Regions from separate parts of the Mus musculus genome. Here regions 1, 2, 3, 5, 6 and 7 are each linked to region 4. A link is a contact called in public Hi-C and HiChIP or PLAC-seq data. All regions are on one chromosome and are shown on one strand. The core of a region is the stretch at or near the end of the contact, and the rest is flanking DNA. Distances in the headings are between cores, read along the strand shown. Region 1 overlaps Bbs9 (Bardet-Biedl syndrome 9 (human)). Region 2 overlaps Bbs9 (Bardet-Biedl syndrome 9 (human)). Region 3 has its middle 14 kb from the start of Gm39311. Region 4 holds the start of Bmper (BMP-binding endothelial regulator). Region 5 overlaps Bbs9 (Bardet-Biedl syndrome 9 (human)). Region 6 overlaps Bbs9 (Bardet-Biedl syndrome 9 (human)). Region 7 overlaps Bbs9 (Bardet-Biedl syndrome 9 (human)).

Region 1 (2,845 bases), core at 53-2,552, 350 kb after region 4:
AGAAAAAAGCATGAAGTTAGGTGGGGAGGGAGGTATAGAAGATCTGGGAAGAGTTGGGGTGAGGAAAGAATAGGATCACAATATATTATTTGAATTTTTAAATTAATTTTTTTTCACTCCATATTTAATTCACCCCCATTCACCCCCTGACTGTTCCACATTCCATACCTCCTCCCCACCCGCTGTGCAGATGTTTTAATTTTTAATTGTTGCTTTAACAAATACAGGAAGTCTGCCAGCAGAACTTAAAAAAAACATAATTTTTAAAAATAAATATGAGATCGACCAGTTGTCCTGTTTAACAAATATTTAAAAAGAAAGTTAATAAGTAGATGTTTGTTTTGTTTTGTTTTGTTTTGTTTTGTTTTGTTTTGTTTAAAAAGGAGGTTGAACAAATGAGCTCGGGCTTTCTCTGCAGGGTGATGTCACACAGTTGACACACAACTATTAGAGGTTATGATAGAAGGTCAGACAGAAATAAATGTAGCTGCCATCCAGAATACCAAAAAACAAAACCAGACTGCAAGGTGAACAGTGTTATAGTGTCTGTGGGGCAGCTGGCATGGGTGGAGCCAGCAGAAGCAGGGTCCTCTGACTTTCCAGTCATGATACAAAGCCTTCATCAAGGACAATTGTGTGCTTGTGCCTGTGTGTATATGCATGTGTGTATACATATATGTGTGTGTGCCTGGGTGTGTATGTGTGTCTGTGTTCTTCAGTATTCATAGACAGAGATACTTATTAATAACAGGCAATAGAATCATCATCAAGGCTAATCGTGTGTGTGTGCATGTGTGTGTGTGTGTGTGTGTGTCTGTGTTCTTCAGTATTTTTAAATAGTGATACTTACTGATAACAGGCAATAGAATCACCATCAAGGCCAATTTTAAGCAACAAATGTGAAATCAGCAAATTTGGAACTTGGTATATGAAACAGTAGCACAGCCATACTATATTTATTTCTGGTGATTTATTTTCATGTCAGCTAGAACAGCGAAATAATAGAATTAAGAGCCAAGATAAAATAACTAGGAGGGGGTAAAAAGGCAGATTTTACTGACGAAGTCTATAGCTAAGACACTGCTCCAGAGAAAATAGGAAAATAGGATAGTCTCTGCAAATGTTAGCATCCCAAACAGCTCTCCAAACTCAAGGCCTATCTGCCCCCTCTCTATCCCTCTTCATTCATCTCTTCATAACATCTGATTATGCCCCAAGAGAATCCTTGTGGCCTTGCTAGCCTGCCTCATGTTTTAGTTTAGACTCAGCCTAAACCAGGAGCTTGACCAGATGGTAAATACTGTTTGGAATCTACAGACCATCTGGTCTCTACTGCCACTGTTGTGACAAAGGAGCCAAGTTCCATGTGTACATGTGAATGTGTTTGTTGGCTAGGTTCCAACAAAGATTTATTTACTAAGGCAGGTGGTGGCCCAGGTTTGGCCCACAGGCAATAGTTTGCCATTCCTGACCTAACAAGACTAATAGAATGGTGCTCTGCACATCGTAATTCCCAGGCTTGCTACTTACAGGCATTTATTACACAGCTAGATGCCTTACCTTAGAGCATTGCCACCAACACATAGTTTCCACCGTAATTTCAAAGCATCATTGTTCTACTGTAAAACCATGCTGTTGTATATATACAGCCTCAAACTTCTCTCTTAAAAGACTTTGCTTTTTGCAATAGTTTTAGCTATATAGAGAGAGAGATTCAGTAGTTGTGCAGAGCTCCCATACATCCTCTGTAATCTCCCCAAGTCTCTCATTAGTGTGGTGTGGTTTTACAGTAATGAGCTAATGCTGGTGTGTTCCCATTGACAAATAATCCATGCTTTATTGAGATTTCTTTCAGTTCTATATAATGCCCAAAATACCAATGATATTGGTGATTTTGTCTTCTTGGCTCTCCTTAGCTGTGACAGCTTTCCAGAATTTCCTGCTTTGATGGCCTTGATGGTTTTGAGGTCTATTGACTGGCTATACTGTTGTGTGGTAATCCAGGCAACTGGCTTCTCTACTGCATTCATGTTTGATCTATTGTCTGTCTCCCTCCATTATCGCCCTACTTTTAACACTTGGTTCTACCTCTAGCCTATTTGCCTTTCTACTGCTGTTTCATCTGGTGTTTTCCTTATGTTGAGACTGTGGAAATACTAAGAGTGAGTTCTTTCATAAACTTGCTATATTAATATGGCCTCTGAGCGATTCATTTGCTTTCAAAGGTGAAACCAAATAGGTAGTGAAGGGAGAGGCCACAGAGGGGAAGGAGGCAAAGCCCAGAGCAGTATGAAGGTCTGCATCATGGAGTAGACTCAGCACGACCTGGGACAGGCACTGATCATAGAAGACTGGCAGCTCCCCAGGCCAGGCCCACCCAGCACCTTCTTCAGCACACGGAACTTTCTTTAGCTCTACTTTTTAATTTTCTCAGCATATTTTTGTGGAATCAAAGAACTTTTGTTTTTTTTTTGGGTTTTTTGTTTGTTTGTTTGTTTGGGTTTGCTTGTTTGTTTGTTTGGTTTTTTGAGACAGGGTTTCTCTGTATAGCCCTGGCTGTCCTGGCACTCACTTTGTAGACCAGGCTGGCCTCGAACTCAGAAATCCGCCTGCTTCTGCCTCCCAAGTTCTAGCAACTTCACTTAGGAGACCCCAAGAAAGAAGCTCAGGAAGGACAGTCAGTGCCATCAGAGCTTTCAAAGGGACGCCTCCTATCCAGGACTGGATCTGCCTGGGTGTGGCCATTCCAGTTACCAGTACAGAAAAGCAGAGGGCTGCCAACCTCTTCCTCGGGTGTATTTAAAGACTCTGGATTGGAGTGCAAGGGGAGAATCATTTCTTCTTT
Region 2 (2,853 bases), core at 46-2,545, 470 kb after region 4:
AGTCAGTCAGCAGCTCAACGACAAGGCTGACTTGAGGCAACAACAGTCCCAAACACCATCACCGTGTCAGAAAAGAGGCCTGTTTCACAAAGCACATCGTCACCAATGTAATTCAGAAAGGCTGTCCTCTTAAAAGCCAATACTGTTTGACCCACATAAACTCCAACATGAAAAACCTATTTTAAAATACACTCATGTTTATGACAAATACCAAATAATAAAAACAGACCTAATAAACAAAGCTATTTTAGATTTGAGGGGTTAAAAGCCAACGCCCACATCTTGGTTTCTAATACTGCTCCTCTGTGAAAGACACGGGAGCCTTGTGGGGAAACACTGATACAAGGACAGGGTAAGCAGCACACAAAGGGGCAGGGTGCATTCTGTAAATCTCAAAACTTCCAAAAGCTTTAGGCACTTGTGTAGACTACCCTGCATCGTCCACATAAACCATCCCTAGCTGCAGTCGGTACAGCATCACCTGCACAAACCATCCCCAGCTGCAGTCGGTACAGCATCACCTGCACAAACCATCCCCAGCTGCAGTCGGCACAGCATCACCTACACAAACCATCCCCAGCTGCAGTCGGTACAGCATCACCTGCACAAACCATCCCCAGCTGCAGTCGGCACAGCATCACCTACACAAACCATCCCCAGCTGCAGACAGTTCTGCCCAAAGCCCTTGGGTTCCTTCTCTTGAGCAGTTTCTTAGCCTCAGCTCCTTGCACACTTGAGGCCAGATGTTTATCTGTGGTGAGGGGCATCATGCACACTGGTGGGGCTTAACAGTGCCTTAAGCCTCTCTTTCCCAGACACAAACAGTATCCTCTTCCTCCCAGGTGACATAATAATAATAATAATAATAATAATAATAATAATAATAACAACAACATCTCTCCAGTCATTGCTGTATGTCCTGGATGAGGATCCTAAATTACCCCTCCCCAAAACTAAGAACTATTTTTAAAATAGTCTTTTCAACAAAACCAAACCAAAATGTTTTGTAACACACTTTTCTTCAGAAAGGGTCAATAACGCCTGTAGCTATCAAGTTATGAAAATCGATTGAGAAGATGTGTGGGAAGTATTTGTGAAATGTCAGCTGTTTCTACTGACCCAAAGGAGTACCAGATGTCCCTGGCTCTATCATGGAGGAACTTAGGACAACAAGAAGCAGGCTGACTTCTGCCTCAGACTTGATGGGGAGAACTCAGAAACCCACAGTGAAGCTGGGCTGGTGATTCACTGTCAAGAGCTTCAGGGCTACTGGTGCCCTTTATGCCTTTTAGGTAAAAAAAAAAAAAAACCCAGATGTGACGTGCCTTTGACCAGACAGTCTGTTCACGCATCAAGAGATCTCATCTCCTACAGCAGAAACGGCATGGCTTACCCCCCCCCCCCCCACACACACACACACTTTCTTTTGCTTTTGCTTTGTTTTCTTGTTTCCTATCTCATCGTATCGCCTTCATGTCTAATAGGTTTCTACTCAAGGCAGTCTGACAAAGTCACTTACCTTATTCTGCAAGAATTCCTTCCAGTAACAACTGACAGCTTACCCTGGCATTAGAGGCCACCGAGAGCCACTGCTGCTCTATGTGCCTCCTTTGAGCAGGGTGATAATTAAGGAACTGAGTTTTCTTTTCTTCTTTTCTTTTTAAAGCCTGTCTGGACTGGGACTCCAAACCACCCAAGTTTAGAACCACAGAAGACTGTAAGAGAAACCCGGGGCTGCCAGTTTTGTGCTCTGTTTTAAGAGCTGTTAATAAGTGATTGCTTTAGTGGTTCATATTTTGCTAGACTATTTTAAAAAGAGGAAATCATTTAACTGCTCAACAAGTAAGTCAATGTGCCCGTCGTTTATGTCTAATAACTGTTTTGGAAGTATTTGGAATTTCTGGATATAATGAAATCATCCTGTGAGCATCAAAACAGAAGAGTTGGATCACTGTGTGTACCCTCTGCTCCCCCTGCCTCATCTGTGGACCCTTACTCCAAGAGACGAGTGTTTATACAGTGTTATTAGTGACTTTTGGTAAGCCGTCTTTGTTTGATCATAGATATCACAATGACCTTTAGTCACAGTACAGAGAATATCCTGGAACAAATTTGGGAATGGCAAGTCTTAAAAACCTTGGGCTCTGATTTTAAATTCTTTCAACTGGTGGGTAACTTTAAATTTCCCTCAGGTTTATAATTGAAGAATGGACACTGAAATGTGTACTCTGCTTTGGTAACAAATGTAAGGGAAGCGCACAGTGACCCAGGTGGTGTCTTACCAGTCTCCCCTCCTCTCTGTGCCTACCTGTACTCCTGCATCAGGCGCAACAAGTGATGGCCTGAATTAAAAGCAGAGCTTCTCTTTTGATTCTCTCTTCTGTATTTATTCTCTGCATCCTGGATATGGGTAAATAAATGTCTCTTCCAGCAAAGATGGGAAGTTCAGGATAGCTGTCTTGCATAACAAGATCCTAGATGTCAGAGCCTGCTAAATAACTATGCCATTGCATTCTAGGAAGTAGCAGTTGGAGCTGTGACTAAAAAGTGGGAGGAATCCACCCATTCAGTGGGTTCACATTTTAATGTAGAACTCAGGGAAGGCGCTAACTGGAAAGGATTGGGGTTTAGCTCTTTGTAGTTATGATTGTGTGTTGGGTTTCCTAACTAGACCCCATCTCTGAACCAAGTCTCACTATTCCTCTCCTGGGAGCAGTGAGGTAGGCTGGGTCTGTGTCTCCCTGGTGCAGGTTAGCCATTGTGAGTGCACAACAGCCATGGGGCTTCCCGATTGTTTGAAAGCCTAAGATGAGGCTTTGTCCTTGGTCCTAGGGTTTCAGGGGGACTTGTAAG
Region 3 (2,700 bases), core at 1-2,500, 340 kb before region 4:
GCCAGGCCATACAGAGCTGCCACAAGTAGGCCAGAGGTGGCTAAGAGTCTAGATGACCTTTGCATTATCTAGATAGGCAGTGGCTCTCCCAAGCTCTCACCACTAGGATAGGTGATCTCTGTTTTACCTGTATGCACAAGGAATTTCCCCACACTCCCATAACAAGCACAGGAGGAAGCTAATAGCCCCAAATACCTCTACTAGCTGCATCCTATACCACACCAAATTCTCTCCTAGGCCTTTACGGTAACACATGTACCCTGTCTTTAGAACATCTTTATGGATGTATTTTAAGAAGAGTGGATTGTGGTACACCAGGAATTTTTTCCCCTAAATTGTACTGTATTTAAATATATTTACAATAAACTACCCAGAGTGAGATTCTAGAAGTTTGAACCAATACCAGCTAGTTTATACAGAACTAGATATCCTTCCTGTTTCATGCTGTTACTCTGCCAGCTGTGGCATTTACAGAGACACTACCTACAGTGCCTTTACAGTAAAACCTTTTTAAGCCCTGGTTTAATTCATTTAATAAATCTTTACAAACAAATTGTCTCTATTCAAATGTTTTCCTTTCTATAAATATTTTATGAGATTTGAATTTTAAGGAAGAGAAGGAAAGAAGTGTATTCTATGGTTTATTAAGACACAAACACTGTATTTTTCTCAGTGTGGGGGAGGGTGTGTGAGAGGTGCAGGGAAGACTGGGAGTGAGGGTGGGAGTTTGTGTGGTATGTATGGGGTGTGAGGGCGTGTATGGAGTGTGGGGTGTGGGGATGTCTGTGGGCTTGTGTGTAGGGTGTTGGGGCTGTGAGGGGTATGTATGTGAGTTGGGTTGCAGGTGTCTGACTTACAGTTCTCTTCATACTTCAATAGAAAGCACCTGGGATCTTTTTTTTTTTTTGCCTTTTATTGGATATTTTCTTTATTTACATTTCAAATGTTATCCCCTTTCCAGATCTCCCCTCCTATTAGCATAAATTCTGGGTTAGGGAGTCTTACATGGGATCTAGATTCTGAGTTCCTTACAAGCATCCAGGTAAGGCTGATGTGGGCAGACCTCAGGCCACATACCATTAATGTTCCTTAGACTCTTTTGGCCATTTTCACTTCAGGTTCTAAAATATAACCTCCTCACTTTGAGATCTATATGCAGAACCTATGTAGCTTCTTGGTATACCTGGGAGTTGTGGATTAAGGGGAACACAGCATTAAACACACTTGACACGTATGCTTATAGGTCACAGGTCTGGAGTCAACTCAGCTCCTCACAGGTCCTGTCTACTCAGCCACTCAGTGCTTAGTATTTATCAGTAAGGCTTTCTATTAAAATGTCAGTACACTATTAACTAAATTTAGGGGAAACCTTTTCATGTTAATAACATGCTTTTCAATAAGTACTTCAATCATACTATTGTGAACATTTATCACAAAATTTTTAGGAGGTGAGTTATCTTTTTACTCCTAATGTATGGTCCCTGAGCTGGAAATAAACCATGTCAGATAGAACTGACAGCAGTTTCATCACTGTCTGAAACTTTCCTTTTGTCTATTCTTTGCTTAAGTGTTTTATTTAGAAACCACAGGAGTCAGTGGAAATGAATCATCTCCTGTCCTCAGCAATGGCCATTAGTCACACTCATGAGAAACAACTGCATCTGAGGCCAGCAGGAGGGCCAGTCCAGGTACTCACAGTTATAATTACAGCATTAAGCCAAACATCTCTGGACCAGGCCAGATGATATATGACTTTCTTGAAGGCAAACAGGATAAGAGTCTTTGGCAGGGATAGGCACATCTTCTTTCTGATGAATGAGGCAAAGCTAACCTAGGAGGCTACTGGAGCCATATGTCACACCAACCAAGCAATTAAAGAGAAATGGTTCTGTACGTTTGAACTTTCTGCAGCCGATCTAGGGATTTCAGGGGCAAGAAAACGTTGGAACAGAAGTAGAGGCTTGCTGATAACATACACTTAGGAGAACACACTAAACAACCTGGCCTGCTACCTACTGTTTAGAGGAAAGAGAAAAGGGAAGCAACTAGGGAACTGACTCGCGGTCAGCAAAATAGTTGAGCTTCTAAATTGGCTGTCTTAATAGAAAGAGAGGAGAGGGACGTGAAGAAAAGGAGCAGTGCATGTGGACATCTATAAACAAGACAAAAAGATAGGCAGAGCACATTCGTAGGAGTGGACTGTACAGCGCAGTAGGGGCGGGGCTACACGTGTTGTATAGCGATTTCCTCTTCATTGAAAGATTTCCTCCTGGAAGGAAAAGAGACGCATGAAGTACATAAGAAACACGTAACACTCAGGCAATTCGTAATACGTCCAAGACATAGCAGGCTCCTTCCTGAGGTCATATAAGCATCAGACAATGGAGGGGAGCAGGCGGGAGACTCCATAGTGGTGTAGTTGTCTACCCAATGCACAGAAAACTGCTGTGGTGCAGTGTTCCTGAGTTGTCATGCATGCATTTTGATGATGCAGCTTCCAGAGAGTTGCCCATGCTGTGTTCACATCTGTCCTGATCCATTCTTCACTAAGCTGGACATGTATGGAACTGTGGCTGTGGTTTCCCATTGCCCTCTTTATCTAACATGAGTAGAAATAGGTTTCTCGGGAAAATAAATGCAAACATTTTATAGCTGTATTGATTTGTGCCAACACATTGGTGAGAGCGCTTAATCTCAGTG
Region 4 (2,700 bases), core at 93-2,592:
GCCTTTCAGGTGGATCTGCCAACTGTTGTGGGTTGAAATGCAATCACTTTTTGAAGCGCAATCTCTTTCCTCTTTAAAATATTCTCTTTTCTGCACCAGGTGTCAGTAAAGCATGTCCTTCAAAATAGAAGCCGAGGTCTTCACCTGCCTGAAAACCTGTAATTATCATATCATGCTATTAGTAACCTTTAAAAATAAGATCGCTTCTTTACATTCAAGGTCTGGAAAGTCATGTTTTAAAGATGCTGCCTAGCACCGTGGATTTATTGGAATCCTATGGTGTTGAGAAAAGAGGATGTGCGGGAAACGGCGCGGTCTTTTCCTTAATTGCACAAGAGTGGCTACGATTAAAACAAGGATTGGGGAAAAAAGATTAAATATAAATCAAGGAATTTCCCAACTTCATATAGCAGGGTGCCTATTAGCACTCTGTCAAAGGTAGCAGTCTCTCAGTCCCCCATCTCTCTACCTCTTCATAGCCTTCCCATCCCTTTTCTCTAGGCTTCTCCGCATCCCCACCGCCCGCGAGAGTCAGGCAAGGTGCGCGTTCCTCGTCCTCTCATCCCCGGTCTGCCAGTGCCTCTTCTCCCAAGAAACCACCCAGAGTCCCGGAGGACTGGTCCCTCCCGCCCCCACCCCCCTACCTGTCAGGAAGGAGGAAGCCAGAGACATGGGGACCCCGGAGCAATTGAGCAGCAGCAAGACGCAGCAGGTAATCCCAGGCGAGCGTCGGCAAGGACGCTCAGCCAGAGCCCTGACGCTGAAGAACCAGAGCATCGTCACCTGGAGGGAATCCCGGGCGACTGCAGGTCCCGCGTCGCCGCCTCTGCTCGGCAGCCGCTGCTCGCAGTCAAAAGGGCTGTGGGCCGGCGTGCCGGGAGACAGTCGGCTGAGGGAGGCGGGCGCCCGGAGCGGCGGGGGAGGAGTGGGGGCGCCCCGGGAGGAGGGGTCCTGCGGCCAGCCTCGGCCAATGCGGCGGCTTTTTTCTAAGGGAGTTGCTCTCAGCGGGTTAGCCGTCAGCCCCTCCGCGCCAGAGCTGGGCCGGGAGGAGGGGTGGCTGAGCGGCGGGATCTGGGGAGCGGCGGCGGCGACTGCCGAGTGCGCTCGCAGCTCTGGAGCCCGGCTGAGCTCCGGCTCCCGCACGCGCAGCTCCGGCCCGGCCCCCGAGCGCGGTGTCCGGCCCGCGCGCTTGCTCCGTGCGGGACCGAGGGGCGTACTAGGCTCTGCGCGGAATCCGCAGGGTCGCACGAGGGACTACGATCCTGGCGCCGGAGCTATGCCGGCTCAGAAGCGACAGCGGCGCACGCGAACGCCCAGCCAGGCGGTCTAGCCCAGCCCCGGCCACCGGCCCCGGGGCGCTGCCGGAGCCTGGAAGGCGCGTCTCCAGCGCCCTGCGCACCGCCTCCTCCCGCGCAGAGGAGCCGCCCCCAGCAGGGATGCCACTACCCGCTAGCGCCCGGAGCAGAAGACCCGGCGCTTCCCGCTGCCCCAGCTTCGGAAGGAGCCACGGATCGAATGCAGGAGGGTCCCTCAACTTTCCACAGCCCTTTGACTCCCTCGGGCAAAGGCGGGGGACTCACGAGGCTGAGGGGACAGAGGGACGAGTGACCTTGGAGATCAGGTTCCTGTGCTTATGCCTCTGTGGGCCTGACATTAGGGAGGACAGAAGTTGGAGCGACAGAAAGGGTCGGCTAATGCACGCACAACGGCCAGAGCCTTTCTCCCTTAAAGCGTGGATCGGTGGCTCAGACTCCGCCCTTCCCAGCCGGAGCTGCCCGGGCCAGGGAGGTGCGTTAGACTAATCATTCATTCACTCGCGGGCCAGGGAGGGACCGCTGCCGCTAATCTCCACGCAGGCCGCCTTCGCGGCGGCCGCCCAGCAGGGCACGCGGTGGCAGCCGCTACCCTGCAGCGTTTCTTGCTTGGGCGGCCCTGATGTCCCCCAGTCTCGGTCTTTGATCCCCTCGCCCCGCCACCCGGTACCCGCTGAGTCCCAGCATCCCTCCCACGTCCTGCCCCCCCCACACACACACACACCCGCCCTACACGCACCCGCCAAGCAGTGCCTGGCTCTACTCAAAAGGGGTGCTAATCTAGAAAAGAGAATTTTTATAACTACATTGGGAAGGTGCCAGGTGAGAGTGAAAGGTGCTTGGAACCAATGATCAGCTAGCCTTCTTTGGAGCCTACTGTGATCACATGCTCCCACCCACACGAAGAACAGCCAGCCAGCAGGTGCCCACCCCACATTAGTTCCTGAAGCGCCTTGTGGATCCAAACTCTAATTGCTGACAAGCCTAGTTTTCCCCTAGTCTCTGGCCAGTTTTAGGTAGCATTTGTAGCTGTAGTGAGAAACTCCTTTGACAGTCCTCAGATACACTCCTCTAATGTCACCACATTTACCTGCCCCTGCCTGCCATCCGCATGCTCATTTGTTTTTTTCTAGAGATTTAAAGGGTGCTTTTAGTGAGTGCATCGTGGCCAACATCCCAACACAAGGACCACATCTCTGTGACGTGGACAAGTGGGAGGAAGGAACGCTGTCATTAGCTTAGCATGCTCCATTTCCCTCTCAAAACAGATTTTGTGTAAAATTTAAATTAAAAGAGACAAGAGACAATGTGGTTACATGTTTCCCCCAAATAACACCATGGCTAGATGCCTTGAAAGTCAAAGTGTTGATTGAATGTTTCGCTGACT
Region 5 (2,744 bases), core at 22-2,521, 390 kb after region 4:
TCCAGCTCTGCTTCAAGTTCTGCCCCCTCAGCTTTCCCCTCACATTCTGGCCATATTCATTTAGGTTTTTGAAAAAGTGGCATTCAAGTCATGACAGACAGTTCTAGGAGTTGGAATGACACATGGAGGGGTTCTCAGCAAGGGTTACCCCTCTTCTTCCCTACCCATCCCCCATCTCCTCTCTCCTTCTATTCCTCTACCATTCACTCACTCCCTGTGGTAACTGATGTCTACAGTTTCTTTATATATTTATTTTGTACAAATGAAGAGACACAGCCGCATACTATGATGTCATGTTGTACTTTCCTTTAACAATATGTATAAGTCAACCTGATGAAATTCAAGATGATTTGATCTTGTCAAAGAAGGCACGCCTCTGTGTCTCAATGCATACCTGCTGGTCAGAAGCCAGGCTTTCATCTAAATTGGGACCACATATGTAACTGCAGGAAAATATGGTACATGAACATTGGCAAAACTTCTCTGGAAGCTCTCCATGCAGACACTCAAGAATTAGTTTACAAGCATCCACTGCTTTCAAGGAGCTAATGCCTATCAACCATAGCTAAACCATCTTACACCTTACAGAATTAACAGTCCACAAGGCAGAGGTAGGAACTGAAGGGCAATTCAATTCAACTGGGGTAAATCTGTCTATGGTAATCTACAGGCAAGACTTTTCTGGGGTGAGAGGAGGGAGTGAGGTCAACAAGAACTTCTGGGGGAGGGCTCTGCATGCTGAGAAGTGGGGGAGGAGGGGCCCTGCATGCTGAGAAATGGGGGAGGGGCTCTGCATGCTGAGAAGTAGGGGAGGGGCTCTGCATGCTGAGAAGTGGGGGAGGGGCTCTGCTTGCTGAGAAGTGGGGGAGGAGGGGCCCTGCTGAGAAGTGACACCCACTGAGAGCAGCCCTGGCAAACGGAGCAGGCCGGAAGAAGCAGGAACTCTACAGAGGCAGCTGAATACTAATGGCTATATAGGAAATTCGGCTCTACCATGTCACAAGATGGCGAAAGACAAGGTTAGGAAAGAAAAAAATGCACCCTCTAATCCCCATGGCTGAGGCAGAAGGATTGCCCTAAGTTTAAGACAGACATGATGAGGACCCACATCTGCAAAGACCAAATCTGTAAGGATCAAATCTGCACACAGAGAGCAGCTGACAGATTTGAAACGCCCATAAGAGCAAAAGGAACAAAGAGAACTTACTGAAGCACCCATTCACTGGGCTAAACAGAAGAGAGGGGTCCAAAAAGAGCCTGACCTGAGGATGCCAGAGCCAAGAGACCAGGAACAAGAATAGCCCAGGAGGAGGAAATGGTCAAAGGGACAATGCTGCTCCAAGGGAGGTTCAGAAAAGCCTGGATCCAGAGAAGACAAAAACCAGCGAGACTTCTGGGATCTGGGCAAACAAATGCAGTATAAGCATAAAGAGGTGTGAGCAGGACTCGGCAGAGCTGGGTGCTGTTAGGATACAGAAGGAATTTATATCTTTTTAGGTCAAATAAAGAGCAGAGCAGTATCAGATGGGAGGAGGACTCATAATGAGGTCATGACCTCGGGGACACTGGCCTTATATTTTAACAGAGTGGCCTGAATCTGATTTTGGGATTCCTTAAGTAGCGTGCATCTAATTAGATCTGCTTCGCCATGACATCAGGCTCCACTCTGAAGGGGAGCAGAGCCCTAGACCCTTCCGGTCTCCTTCCCTTCCACTGACCTTATTACCTCACAGAAGCACCACTGGGACAGAGCTGACAACCCGGGAAACTCACTTGTGCCTCATGCAGTCATTTTTCTTAGTGTTGCACTGTGATTTCTTAGACTCTAAACATCAAGGATATAATATTTAGTCTTATAATTTTCTTTGGGAAATATGTCTCTAATTTGTCAAATGCACATTCTTCTTCAATGAAATTTAAGCCAATTTAGAATCATTCATTTGAAAGTTTTGTCTTTATATTAATAACATATGTATTTTATAACATTTTTGGCAAAAAAAGTACTGCTTATATACAGTAATGATTCCTTATTTCTCCTTGCTAAAGAAAAAGAGAGAGCTCTGAAAACAACCACAAGTATATCAACAGCAAACGAGCATTTATATCCAGCTTCCAAATCACGGCTATCAACCTTGGAAGAGAAACAAAGCAACTTAATTCTGGGGTCAAAGGGTCCTTGCCACAGACACTTGGATATCTTCATAGCATGTAGATATTAAAGCTGTTGAATTTACTGTTAAAATTCATTTTCTTGGATGAAATAAATAACACCATCAAGAATTTTAAGATAGGCATAAGATGTAAACAACTGCTGTCTAATCAGAGTTAAAGGCCACTCAACAGGAGGAAAAACATGCTTGACAGAAATGCAGCCAGCTTTTCAGGGATAGTGAGGTCATGGGCCTTAGATAAGACTCTACTATTGCCACTTTGCTAGATCAGCATAATTCTTTATTACACTCTAAATCTCATCCAGCTACCACCCCTCAGCAAAGAGGCCTCTCTTTACAGCAAATAGAGATCGTCACAGCAAACCATGAGTGCATACAATACAGTGATCAATCACGGGAAGACCAGCCCAACGGATACATTCACACCATAATTCTTGCAGCTATAGCTGAGGGAACATCATGGAAGACAGGGTAAAAAATAATTGAGAGCCAGAATACCAGGAAGTCTGCTATAAAGCATTCTGTCCTACAAATGGCTACGTGAACAAGACTGGATCAGTGGTGGTGTCAATG
Region 6 (2,700 bases), core at 198-2,697, 490 kb after region 4:
GACTGTAAACCCACGGCTGGTGAGGACACTGACCCAAGAGAAAAACCTACAGTAACCAGTTTCATAAACCATTATATAAATTGACTGTATTCTAAATAACTATAGATAAGTGTAACTCTCACCCTTTGTTGCAGACAGAAACCATCACATAACTCTACAACTGGTCAAAATGCAGAGAACTGACTATGGGTGTCCAACCTCAGTTAATAAGTCAATAATAGAATCCCTACAGTTAAGGGCCAGGAACATTGTAGAAGATGGGTCAGAAAGATAGTAAGAGCCAGAGAACCAAGATATCTGCTGGGCAAAAGTATTTACTGTATATGACAGGGAAGCTGCACCCATGAAATCTCAACTCTATGGCTGTGTGACTAGGACCCGAGAAATGGCAAGGCCAACGGTAATGCCAGTGTGGAGGGAAGAAATTTCATAAGATACCACTCCTTGATGAAGAGCTATCAGGAACTAAAGTTACTGCAAGAGGGAGAAACAGTCTTCTCTAGAGATGAACTCCCTGATAGGTTATAGGTTATCCCAGTTCCAAATAGTTAGTCATGAACTCATGTAAACGTGAGCAACACTAAATGAACTCAGCAGGTGCTGCTTATAAAGTGTGTGAGTGTGTGTGTGTGTGTGTGTGTATAACAATTATAATCAAAGATAAGAAGCCATGAATTTGAGGAGTATGAGGGCAGTGTAAAAAAAGATAGAAAAAGGACAAGAAATGTGGAAATTATGGAAATAGAGCACTCTTTATGACATTCTCAATAAATAAAAGAAAATAAATGATGCTTGAAAATTAACAATTATCATATATACATCAAAAATCTAATTTTAAAATGTACTATGGCAACATATATGTGCTATAATACTTAAAATTTTTATTTAAACTATAGATATAACATAAACTTTCTCCACATTTTTTACAAGACTAGAAGCTGAGCATATTAATAAGGTGATAAAATTCCATGTAATTTTATTTTCCTCCTCATATGATTCCAAATTTTGTGCATGCCAAATTTTTCAAGTTATGTGCATTGGCTATTCATAAAGTATGAAATTACTTAAAGGATAATGCTTATATCAGCCCCATATCAACTGATTTAATTCCAGTTGGCATCAACAAAATTAAAAGATCTGCTCTATAAGAAATCTTTTCTATAAATGTGAAAGGCATGCAAACAGCACAAGCTGAAACGGAGAGTTCTCGACATAATTGTATCTCTTCAGACTGAACACTAAGGCTGATAGCACTAATGGGCCGAAGCTAGAGCGGCATGAATAATACATCACTGTGCCAATCAATGGAACCGCATTACACGCTGATGGAAAACAAATGCCCAGAGTAAAAACACAGGCATTCAAATGCAGCTATCACCTACTCCCCACAACATCAGGGTGTGGGAGGGCTGGGACAAGTCTGCCAACAGGATCCCAAGATATGCCAAGGGAAAGGCACTAGACGGTGATCAGGTGACGGGAACTTTCTGATGACTACACATGCATTTCCATGTAACTACTGTGTCCTCTTCTACAAAATCCGTGAGGCTAGAAAATTCAACTGTTTAATTAACATATGCAATTTGTACAAAATTAAATGAATTATGCTGGAGAAAAATAAACAAGCAAACTCGGCAGAGTTATCTCTACCTCTCAGTCAAGGGTCTGCTAACGAGGCAGTGGAGGAACTGATTCTGTTTCTAGACTCTGGGTGGAGCGGCTAGGTGATTGACGAAACGTGCCTCAAGGAACATGCACGTCTCCTTACTCATGCACAGCTGTTACAGATCAGAGCCTTGGGAGAGAATGAGGGAGAAAGAGACCAGCATATAAAAGGCTGTTTGACTCTAAAATCCTGCAAGGGAAACTCTTAGCGCAAATGTTCTACAAATGATACCGCACAGGAGTATTTTAGAACCAAGAAAAGCATGCTATCAGGAGACCTGGCTTGGGGATGTTCATGACAGCTCCCTCACAGACCTAGTTATAAGTGATGCCATTTTCAGTTCAGATCATCTTCCATGGTATAGTGAACTAGATTAATCTGATCTTCTCTATTAAATTATTTCTGGGACAACACTAAAGCAAGGAGATAAAACACTATACTCATGGCTTAACACTTGAGTTTAGCAGTCAAAAAATGAACACCTGGAGTGAATGGCACTGGCTGGTCTTCTAAGGAAGCTTTTAGGCTTATTCACAAAAGGTATATGTAATCACATTGCACAGCAATCACACTGCCAAAGGGTAATTTCTGAAGTAACTTAAGAAAAATAATATAACCTAAATGTTTAACGGACTAGAGTGCATTCCCATGGCTCTTTCCTCTTGGTGATCATTTTGAGATCAAAACTATGATGGACTGCCCCGTTAAGTGCTGCTCCAATTTGCTCTTCTTCATTAGTGCTAAGTCCCTTCAAATCTTAAGAAAAGACATCTAGTGATAAAGCAGAGCTAAGTCCATTGTATACCAGAGTCATTCCTACTAAACACATGGTGCTTATCTTAGTCTATTCAGCTCTGAGGATACCATGCCCTCCACACCAGGAAGACCTACAATGCACCAGTTTTGTTTTGGTTCCTGTTGTTGTTTGGTTGGTTTCATTTTTTACCTTGATGTCATGCAGAGGAGTTCTCTCCCAATTAGCCACAGGTTCATGGTGGCTCAGAGCTTCCTCAGACAGGTCTCCTATGTACAAG
Region 7 (2,828 bases), core at 172-2,671, 440 kb after region 4:
TTTTACTTTGGCTGTAAAGATGCAATTTGTATCTAAAAGCATTGTTAATTAAATAATACTTAAAAAGAAAAGAGAAATATTATGGATGTCAGAAAGGCAAGATGAGCAACTAGGTTGCTACAGTAAGGGCATCCTGAATCTATTACCTATATGCATCCATTACTCTTTGAACTCCTGCACAGACTAAAGCCAGCCCTGGGAGTTTTATTATGAAGGCATAGCAAGGATCTAATTTTTCTTGCTATTGTTGGTTTGTTTGAGACAGTCTCTCTCTATAGCTCTGGCTGTCCTGGAACTCAGCAATGTAGAGCAGGCTGGCACTGAACTCAGAGATCCGTCAGCTTCTGCCTCCCGAGAGCTGGGATGATAGGAGCTCACCACACACCGAGCAAGAACATAATTCTTAGCCACTTTTAGTGCTGCATTAGGTTACATGTAGAGGACAATGAATGGACTCCATTCTGTAGCATCTCTAACAGGGAGGCTCCTGTAGAATTCCTCTACCATGCAGCTTTCAATTCTAAACCTGGGATTAGAATACATTTTTCACCATGACCATTTTGCATGGCTAATATGAGCAGAAATCAATGTATATGTCTCATTAAAAGCCTGACTTACACATACTATATCCATAAAATGATAAAAACAAAAACCAAAAAAACAAAAACCCTGGCAGTTAGGAGCAGCAAGGCCTGACTACTGTGACCCTCGAAATCAAGGCGGCTCTTGCCAGGATTTGAATTTTCCCTGACGCTAATCTGTACTTGCCAAATGCCTTGCAAATCCACATAAAACTCATTTTAGAAAACAAATTATTCCTGAGAAACTTCATTATACTTAAGAAACCCCTCTCCTTCTCCTTTTAAATGTTCTTCCCAGAAGAATGTAATCACTGTGGGGACATAGCTACTGGCTGAGGCATTTCAAATATATAATACCACTGATACATAAAAAATGTTAAAGGAGAGAGACAACTAATTTACAAGTGACACAGAGAATAACTGCTATTTCTGCACAGCTTATTCACTAAGTAGACATGTAACTCCATCAGCTGAAAGGAAACTGACTCCAATGCCTGTCTCATATAAAACTAAAAATACAACTGATCTCAGGCCTGATTATGGTTTTTACCTCCCCGCCTCTTCGCCCCCCGACAGCTGGCCAAAGTTTTACCTCTGTCTATAAAATGATCTACCTACAGCCAAGTGAAACCCAAATTTAAAAAAATAATAATAATTAACAGAAATCAAGTTGTAAAAAGACAAATGAATATTTTCTGGGCCATGCTCTGTCACTGAACACATTGCTTAGTGGAGCTGGAATCTATGGTTGGCAATGTAGAGCCCATTTTACAAGCCCTGGAGAATGCCACAGTTATCTCTCTCCAAAAACAACATCTACAAGGGCTGAATAGCTTCTAAGTTTAGAATGCTTTGGGCAACAGTCTTCTAGACAGACATGTCTGTGAGTAGGAAGCCACCCACGCAGTATGGAACACCACAGTCCACGAAGGGGAGCAACAACGGGATGAGGAGCTGGCTGGCTGGGTGTCCCCAAGCTCCCCTTTAGCTAAGGCGGTCAGTGTTAGGTGAGTTCTACATGTGGCCAACTACAGTATGCTAGTGATCCACTTCTGACTTCTGAGAACCTGGAGACCCCACAGTGCTGGTGACAATACTGACCATTTCCTCAGACTTCCTGAAATGAAGTAACATTTATATACTCGTACACATATGCACACATGCAAGTACATGACCCCCCCACACACACACACACACTCACATGTAAATAAGCAAACAAAAATAAATCTGTGAAGATGGCCTGGTTCTTCTAAACACTTGTGGCTTTTATGACTTTGTTTTTTAAGGTAAAAGACTTATTTATACCCTTACTACCTAGTAGAACAGGCTTACAACTAGAGTACATAGAAATAATATATATGTACATGGACAATGTACATGCAACAATACAATAAACATACGTACATGCAATATGTCCATGGAATAACACAAGGCAACAAGTAGGATTGCCTGGTTTTGTGTAGCATGAACTGGGGTAAAGGACAGCATTTTTACAATCATGGCCTGTTGGAACACTAGACTTGGAAGAGGCCTTGTTGAAGAGACCCTGTGCTTAGTTTCTTCTCTAAATGCTTCCAGGCCAGAGGCTGCCTTGCTGGCAGCTTTACCTGCCTACAATCTCTGGCACATAGCAAGATTTTCATGAGCAGCTGATATTCTAGAATAAATAAGAACTTGCAATGGCTCTGTAACATGAGAACATCCACAAAGACGGTGACTTACTAGGGCACCATGCAGGATTGCTTGGGACAAGCTTGCCTTCCAGGTGAACAAGATCAAATCTGCTATGTTTTAAGGACAGTTGTAGGCTACATGATTGATTAGGCTGACTGTGTCTGTAAGTAACGAGGATCAACATCCACACTTCTACATGCAAAGCTTATCACAGATTCGTCCAAGTCTTCACTGCTCTCACTGCTCTGAAGATTAAGAGGCTAGGTAAGTCCTTATCACTAGACTGCCTCAGCAACTGCAGGAGGTACCCAGCATCTTGTGCTCCACACACTAGGTGCCAGTACCATCTCCTGCCTTTAGCTGGAACAACCAAAGGCATTTCCAGATGTTGCCAATCAATGTCCTTCTCAGAAGAAAATCACCCTTGTTGGGACCCTCTGGTCTAGAGTCCATGTTCTTATACTCAAAGCACCTTTGATTCCTATCAGCAGTAGAGCCCAGAGTCAGAGCAGAAGACCATGAAAACTGACATTCAGGCACTTGGTATCTCAGTCAAACACTGGAGACTATGAA

Evidence for each region. Hi-C and Micro-C count contacts between places; a contact is called where the count stands out from the background. HiChIP or PLAC-seq counts read pairs in DNA pulled down with a chosen protein or histone mark.
Region 1: a contact with region 4 is called in an H3K4me3 HiChIP or PLAC-seq map of embryonic limb bud, with 5 times the contacts expected there. The contact joins the enhancer-like site here to the promoter of Bmper in region 4. A contact is called at or near these places in 8 of 39 promoter capture datasets (the 3T3-L1 cell line, 3T3-L1-derived adipocytes, embryonic stem cells and 4 more), 1 of 484 Hi-C or Micro-C datasets (nephron progenitors), 5 of 115 datasets of contacts at active chromatin or transcription factors (astrocytes, craniofacial prominence, embryonic forebrain and 2 more) and 1 of 9 other capture datasets (liver).
Region 2: an H3K27ac HiChIP or PLAC-seq map of microglia shows a contact between it and region 4, with 4 times the contacts expected there. The contact joins the enhancer-like site here to the promoter of Bmper in region 4. A contact is called at or near these places in 15 of 39 promoter capture datasets (the 3T3-L1 cell line, the C10 cell line, the HPC-7 cell line and 10 more), 3 of 484 Hi-C or Micro-C datasets (the HPC-7 cell line, cerebellar granule neurons and cranial neural crest), 13 of 115 datasets of contacts at active chromatin or transcription factors (bone marrow-derived macrophages, craniofacial prominence, embryonic basal ganglia and 10 more) and 2 of 9 other capture datasets (liver and pancreatic islet).
Region 3: a Hi-C map of pancreatic cancer cells shows a contact between it and region 4, with 3 times the contacts expected there. The contact joins the enhancer-like site here to the promoter of Bmper in region 4. A contact is called at or near these places in 1 of 39 promoter capture datasets (the 3T3-L1 cell line), 1 of 484 Hi-C or Micro-C datasets (pancreatic cancer cells) and 2 of 115 datasets of contacts at active chromatin or transcription factors (the NIH/3T3 cell line and astrocytes).
Region 5: a contact with region 4 is called in an H3K4me3 HiChIP or PLAC-seq map of embryonic stem cells, with 2.7 times the contacts expected there. The contact joins the enhancer-like site here to the promoter of Bmper in region 4. A contact is called at or near these places in 11 of 39 promoter capture datasets (the 3T3-L1 cell line, 3T3-L1-derived adipocytes, the HPC-7 cell line and 7 more), 4 of 484 Hi-C or Micro-C datasets (the N1E-115 cell line, nephron progenitors, stem cell-derived cardiac mesoderm and 1 more), 7 of 115 datasets of contacts at active chromatin or transcription factors (astrocytes, craniofacial prominence, embryonic forebrain and 3 more) and 2 of 9 other capture datasets (embryonic stem cells and liver).
Region 6: an H3K4me3 HiChIP or PLAC-seq map of embryonic basal ganglia shows a contact between it and region 4, with 5 times the contacts expected there. The contact joins the enhancer-like site here to the promoter of Bmper in region 4. A contact is called at or near these places in 10 of 39 promoter capture datasets (the 3T3-L1 cell line, 3T3-L1-derived adipocytes, the C10 cell line and 7 more), 16 of 115 datasets of contacts at active chromatin or transcription factors (the NIH/3T3 cell line, bone marrow-derived macrophages, craniofacial prominence and 9 more) and 4 of 9 other capture datasets (adipose tissue, embryonic stem cells, liver and 1 more).
Region 7: a contact with region 4 is called in a Hi-C map of myocytes, with 2.2 times the contacts expected there. The contact joins the enhancer-like site here to the promoter of Bmper in region 4. A contact is called at or near these places in 7 of 39 promoter capture datasets (the 3T3-L1 cell line, frontonasal cranial neural crest, hippocampal neurons and 3 more), 3 of 484 Hi-C or Micro-C datasets (muscle stem cells, myocytes and nephron progenitors), 13 of 115 datasets of contacts at active chromatin or transcription factors (the NIH/3T3 cell line, VIP interneurons, astrocytes and 10 more) and 3 of 9 other capture datasets (adipose tissue, embryonic stem cells and liver).

Annotation. Positions count from the first base shown.
Region 1 is chr9:22,873,943-22,876,787 of GRCm38.p6, reverse strand. All of the region lies in intron 21 of Bbs9 (Bardet-Biedl syndrome 9 (human)), which reads right to left. Among named protein-coding and RNA genes, the nearest start is that of Gm39309, 70 kb to the right of the region's middle. Within about 2 kb of position 1,302, at least 8 of the 459 cell types and tissues checked have an H3K27ac peak or open chromatin away from gene starts, as enhancers often do. A contact at or near this core is called in embryonic limb bud, where this site is marked.
Region 2 is chr9:22,755,838-22,758,690 of GRCm38.p6, reverse strand. The region is part of intron 19 of Bbs9 (Bardet-Biedl syndrome 9 (human)); the gene reads right to left. Among named protein-coding and RNA genes, the nearest start is that of Gm39309, 48 kb to the left of the region's middle. Within about 2 kb of position 1,295, at least 8 of the 459 cell types and tissues checked have an H3K27ac peak or open chromatin away from gene starts, as enhancers often do. A contact at or near this core is called in microglia, where this site is marked.
Region 3 is chr9:23,566,176-23,568,875 of GRCm38.p6, reverse strand. No RefSeq gene overlaps it. Among named protein-coding and RNA genes, the nearest start is that of Gm39311, 14 kb to the left of the region's middle. Within about 2 kb of position 1,250, at least 39 of the 459 cell types and tissues checked have an H3K27ac peak or open chromatin away from gene starts, as enhancers often do. A contact at or near this core is called in pancreatic cancer cells, where this site is marked.
Region 4 is chr9:23,221,718-23,224,417 of GRCm38.p6, reverse strand. It overlaps Bmper (BMP-binding endothelial regulator), which reads right to left and starts at 1,342. Exons shown (of 15, transcript NM_028472.2): 1 at 645-1,342. The coding sequence starts at 777.
Region 5 is chr9:22,836,093-22,838,836 of GRCm38.p6, reverse strand. All of the region lies in intron 21 of Bbs9 (Bardet-Biedl syndrome 9 (human)), which reads right to left. Among named protein-coding and RNA genes, the nearest start is that of Gm39309, 32 kb to the right of the region's middle. Within about 2 kb of position 1,271, at least 28 of the 459 cell types and tissues checked have an H3K27ac peak or open chromatin away from gene starts, as enhancers often do. A contact at or near this core is called in embryonic stem cells and stem cell-derived cardiac mesoderm, where this site is marked.
Region 6 is chr9:22,734,203-22,736,902 of GRCm38.p6, reverse strand. All of the region lies in intron 19 of Bbs9 (Bardet-Biedl syndrome 9 (human)), which reads right to left. Among named protein-coding and RNA genes, the nearest start is that of Gm39309, 69 kb to the left of the region's middle. Within about 2 kb of position 1,447, at least 13 of the 459 cell types and tissues checked have an H3K27ac peak or open chromatin away from gene starts, as enhancers often do. A contact at or near this core is called in embryonic basal ganglia, where this site is marked.
Region 7 is chr9:22,784,839-22,787,666 of GRCm38.p6, reverse strand. All of the region lies in intron 19 of Bbs9 (Bardet-Biedl syndrome 9 (human)), which reads right to left. Among named protein-coding and RNA genes, the nearest start is that of Gm39309, 19 kb to the left of the region's middle. Within about 2 kb of position 1,421, at least 4 of the 459 cell types and tissues checked have an H3K27ac peak or open chromatin away from gene starts, as enhancers often do. A contact at or near this core is called in microglia and myocytes, where this site is marked.